Regions from separate parts of the Sus scrofa genome. Here region 2 is linked to region 1. The links are chromatin contacts, called in public Hi-C maps. All regions are on one chromosome and are shown on one strand. The core of a region is the stretch at or near the end of the contact, and the rest is flanking DNA. Distances in the headings are between cores, read along the strand shown.

The links. A called contact is a pair of places that touch in the nucleus more often than the background predicts.
Region 2: a contact with region 1 is called in a Hi-C map of liver, with 4 times the contacts expected there. The contact joins the promoter of ZSCAN20 here to the promoter of ZBTB8OS in region 1. A contact is called at or near these places in 2 of 47 Hi-C or Micro-C datasets (heart right ventricle and liver) and 1 of 2 datasets of contacts at active chromatin or transcription factors (alveolar macrophages).

The regions. Positions count from the first base shown.
Region 1 is chr6:88,985,631-88,988,330 of Sscrofa11.1, forward strand. ZBTB8OS (protein archease) reads right to left here and starts at 1,369. Exons shown (of 7, transcript XM_005665186.3): 1 at 845-1,369. The coding sequence starts at 941. It overlaps RBBP4 (histone-binding protein RBBP4), which reads left to right and starts at 1,462. Exons shown (of 12, transcript XM_013999126.2): 1 at 1,462-1,762; 2 at 2,330-2,477. The coding sequence starts at 1,747.
Region 2 is chr6:89,731,315-89,734,014 of Sscrofa11.1, forward strand. It overlaps ZSCAN20 (zinc finger and SCAN domain-containing protein 20), which reads left to right and starts at 1,252. Exons shown (of 8, transcript XM_021095857.1): 1 at 1,252-1,374.

The sequences.
Region 1 (2,700 bases), core at 119-2,618:
TCCAACCTGCACGTCCAGAGCAACCTGAGTCACTTCAGTCAGATTCTTAACCCACTGTACCACAGTGGGAACTCCCTGTACTTTTTGAATTTGGCATCATGTATAGAACTTATTAAAAGTAATTTTTAAAAATTGCTAAGTGAGAGAAAAATGAGCGTAGGGAGACATACAGGGTCCAGAAAGAACTAAGCCTAGTAAGCTATGGTAAATAGTTGGATTCTATACTGAAGACAAGGGGAATTTAATGAAATATTTTAAGCAGGGATATTAGAGTCAGATTAGTCCTTCCCAGACCACAGCCACCTTTAGGGATGATAGCTTAAGGTTTATATAGAACTTCAGAGTCTGCACTACACTTTCACATTTATTTTTATCTCAATTATCCCTCACATGAAGGAACTGAATGCAAAGAAAGGTTATGTGATTTGCCTAAAGTCACTTAACTAAATATGGCAAAACCAGGTCTTTTTACTAACACGATACAGGTAAAACACCAAGTTAGAAGTTCCCTACTGAGAGCTTTCAGTCCCCTAACCTAGCCACACTCTTAGGAGACGACAACTCCGCAAACGCTTGAAAACACGGTTGTGTTTAGAATTAATACACCAATAAAATTCCCACAAAGTAAGCGTGAATAGGCACACGTAGAAAAAGTTCAAAAGACTAAATGTGGAAGCCCAGATTTCCGATTCAGACCGGGTGGCTTTTCCCTTCAGCATCCGCGGGACAAGCACAGAAGAGACAAACAGGGCTAAAAGGGAACGTGCCGGAAGTACCGTAGGGGACAAAGTGGAAGGCGAGGCCAGAAGCCCCAGGTAATGAGAGAAGTGAGACACCTACTCACACTCGTACTTCCGATTGACTGGAGGATACTTGGCCTTGATCGCCTTCTGCTCCTCAGTCAAATTGTAATCTCTAAAATCTTCCCCTTCCAGCGCCATGATTGTGCTTTTGGACCCAAACTCAGCTTCCGCCCTTCTTCAGCTGGACTTCGGCCCTGACTTATAACTTCCGCTCTAGACTCCGCCCCTTGGCACACCCTTAAAGGACCAGGGCTCCATTCCCTGGGAGGTACTTAATCCTTCTAGACTTCCGTTCTGTGTCCCAGGGTTTGGAGCACATCATTAAAAGTCGAAGGACCCACTTTCTGCTCTTGCTTAATAGTTCTTCCTACGACTAAGGAAACAAATAATTTGGAGGACGTGGAATAAGGGACACGAATTAGACACCTTTCGATCTGAATGATAGAGGCCTTTTCTTGCCGCCTAGCCCCACAATAGATAACTAGACCCGGAAGCATCCTACATTTTCCCATCTAAAGTACTACTTTGAAGGGGTCGCTAGCTTAACACCCTTCACGAAAATGGCTGCCCCCAAAAGCGTGCGGACTAAACCTCTCACGTGACCCCGGGCGGGTGCACTTCTACTACTCCCGCGCGCGCGAGCGCGCGCGCGTGATCGGAGGAAGTCGGCTTGGGGCCGTGTGGGGGCAGGGGCAGAGCGCGCGCCTGGGCCTGGAGGCAAGCTGCTCCGCGCGTCTGGATAGGCTGCGATCGCGGCTTCCCCGCCCACACCGACGTTCGGCGCACTCCGATTGGCCGATGTTGGCGCGAAGGTGCGCGAGTCGGCCCTCACGCAGGGGCAGCAGGAAACAATAGAGGCCGCGCGCGCAGAAGGAGCGCTCGCAGCCTCCCCGCCCCTCTCGCAACGCTCTGCCCCAGGATCCCCCCGGCTTGCCTGTACGCCATGGCGGACAAGGAAGGTGAGGGTGCCGGGGCCGCCCCAGGAGGGCGGGAGGAGTCAGGCTTGCGCCGCGGCCTCAACGCGGCCTAACGGTGGGGGCAGGCCAGACTCTGCCTAGGGCCGTCCCCGCCATCGCAGGCGTGAGGAAAAATCGCCCCGCGGGGCGGGCTCATGGCGCGCCAGCCCCTCTGGAGCGGAGGCCCGGCGCAGCGGTGTGAGGCTGGCCGTGGTGGCCTCGGGGGGGGTGTTTGGTCCCTCCCGCGCTCCCCGTCGGTCTACCTGCCTCTCTCCGGGTCCTCCCGGCCGCTCTCCCTACCCGCAGGGGTCGGTGCTCGGTCTCACCGTCGGTTCTGTGCGCTCGACGGCGGGCGCCGTCGCCCGAAGGGCTAACGGAGTGTCTGGTCGGGATTACCCGAGCAGTTCCCGCCCGGCGAAGCTGGAGAGCGGTGGTGGTGCCTGCGCCTCCGGGAGATCTAGACTAATCTCCATTTCAGAATCAGGATTCAGGAGCCGTGACGGTAGCTTTGGAAGTGTTTACTCGGTTTCCGTTTGTGGTCGCTAACTTAATTTGTTCTTAATTTTTTAGCAGCCTTTGATGACGCAGTAGAAGAACGTGTGATCAACGAAGAGTACAAAATATGGAAAAAGAACACCCCTTTTCTTTACGATTTGGTGATGACCCATGCTCTGGAGTGGCCCAGCCTAACTGCACAGTGGCTTCCAGATGTAACCAGGTGATAGGAATCTCTCGAATGCTGTTTTGTTGTGTCCTCAGTGTAGATTTCTCACATTGATTTTCCCTGTTTTCCTCTCTCCAGTCACCCGTAGAGGACACGTGATCAAAGCCTATTGGTGACATTTTTTTCCTAGGCCAGAAAGTAAGGCAAAATGTAAAATTATTTTGCAGTTTAGCATATAAGAGAGAACATACTGATGTTTTCTTTTTATTTACTTGTT
Region 2 (2,700 bases), core at 2-2,501, 750 kb after region 1:
TCCTCTAGCAAACTTTATCAGGTAGATGCCATAATTATAATTCCCATTTTACAGATAAGAAAATTGAGGCATAAAGAGGTTAAGTAATTCGCCTAAGGTTTACAACTAGTGAGTGGAAAGGCCTATATCCGGCATTTAAAAGTTGAGGTTTCAGACACAAGCAGCTTGACTTCAGAGACCATACCTAACCTGCATTATCTCATTTAATCTTTGCAACACCTTGCAGTGTGGTTCTGTTACATCACCTGTATTTTATGGAAGAGAAAACTGAAGACAAAAGAGATGCAGTAATTTGTTCAGCACCACATAGCTATGAAGTCATTGGGCTGGGATGTGGATCAGTGCCTGACTACAAAACCCACTCTTCAAACTCGGATTGCTCATACCCTAGAATATTCACAGTGGAACAAAGCAACTGCATGTCTATTAAAATCATTCTGATTATTATTATTCTAATAATGACTAACAGTCTTCCAACACCCACGAAGTGCCAAGTTCTGTACTAACTGATTTACATAATAATAGCTAATATTCGCTGTGTATTATTAAGACCCAGGTCTTTTTTTTTCTTTTTGTCTTTTTAGGGCCACACCCAGGCTAGGTGTCTAATCGGAGCTATAGCTGCCGGCCTACGCCAGAGCCACAGCAACTGCCATAGCCGAGCCACGTCTGCGACCTACACCACAGCTCACAGCCACGCAGGATCCTTAACCCACTGAGCGCAGCCAGGGATGGAACCCGCAACCTCATGGTTCCTAGTCGGATTCGTTTCCGCTGCGCCACTAAGGGAACTCCAGGACCCAGGTCTTGAGCTAATCGTTCCAGATATATTAGCCCAAGGAAGTCTCGGATGCTATTATTATTCTCACTTCACAGGTGAAGAAAGCGAGGTTCACACTAGATCCAAAGTCATGCTGCTTAAATTTGAATTGACAATTCCCGCCCACCAGTCTGGTCACCTCTAAACACCGTCTCTCCTTATTTCTCGTTTCTGCTTTCCTCTCTTCGGGGCCGGCTCTCATTTCACCCTTTCAATAGACTCCGCCCCTTCGGTTGAATGCCCGCCCACTGGGCGGTGCCATTATCCTGCAGCCTGTGGAAAGGACCGGGATCACAACAGGCCCCGCCCCCATGCGTAAACGCTGTTCGGATTTGTTCCGGTGCGGGGCTGGAGAAGATGACGCATCTATTGGCTGACGACGTCTGAAAGGTCGCAAGCGGAGGGGGCCGCCCACACGCGCTCGCGCGGTTCCTTCTGGGAGTTATAGTCGCCGACGCTCCATTCCCGGGGTGGCGCCGTTCGGGACTCCGCGTCCCAGCATTCTCTGCGCGAGCCCTGGAGCACTTCCGCCCTGTTGTGAAGTGGGTGTCTCGGTGGGTGAGTCCGGGTGGCGGGGCGGGGGCAGCTGAGACTCAAGGCTCTGGGCTGGAGACTTAGGAGGTGGTGGTGTCGCAGGGGGCCGGGGAAGGTTAGAGGGGAGAAAGAAGCTTTTGTGTGGGGTCGGGGGTGAGGGGCGGTCAGAGGATGAAGCGTCCGGTGATGGAAAGGGTCACACAAGGGTCGGGGACTAGGAGGGAGATAGAAGGCCCTGAGCGTGAAGAGGTTCTTAAGAAAGGATTGTAGCTGAGGGAAATGGGAGAAGTTCTGAAGGTGGAAGCGTCTAGAGACCTCATAGGGAAGGATAGGAGGGTTCCTGGGCCCTGGCAAGAAGTGAAGATAAGAGGGCCTGAGATTAAAGCCTGACCTTAAAATAGTGTTCCAGCCTCTCCCTGCTCATCTAAGACAAACATACTAGATTTGCTAACCCCTTACACTTTCTCTCCTGGTGGTGACCTCTGGAACCCAGTGGGTGGGACTGGCTGTGGTGTTCAGCTCCAAACCTGCACCTCTTTCCTTCTGCCAGGTGGAATTGAATGGTACCAACATCCACTTTACCCAGGTGTATTCTGATTCTTCTTGCATTCTTCCCTATTCTGGGATCTTAAAATCTTTCAATTTCCTTAACATCTGGCGACATTTCCTTGTCAGGGATTTTGCTGAAGCCTACCCCTTTTCACCTTCTTAGCTTGAACAAACACATTATAGCCACAAATCAGATGAGACCTTCTATTTAAAAACCTTCATTAACTCCCATAACCTATGGAATTAAACCCAAACACCTTAGCCTGACATTCAAGACCCTTCATGAACACCCTTTACAGCCTAATCTTGATGCTCTCAAGGTACCTATCTTGGGGAGGTTGTTTGGTCCCTCACCATTATACATGCTGTTCTTTCTGCTTAGAATATACACCTTCCTCCCAACCCCCATTCTGTCAAGAGAACCAGTCTTTCTTCTAGAACCAACTCAGCTGTTACTTGGTTCATTTAAGTCACCCCCTACTCTGGCTACCACAGACCTCTTTTACTCTATTTACCATATTTGATCATAATTATCTGTGGGTTTTTCGTTGCTGTTGGTTTTTTGTTTCTTCTACTATACTATGAGCATCTCTGGGACAGGAACAGTTTCTGAGGCACTTCCATATCCCCACTGCCCAGCTAGAATAGTAAGTACTTGATGTAAATCAGTAAATACTTCATGAATGTGTGAATAAAGACATTCCAGAGTGAGCTCCTCTAGACCAGGCTTGAAGACTGCTACTTCCAGTGGGTTTCCAGGGGTGTGAGCTTTAGTCTTTTGCCCCTCAGAGCTGTCT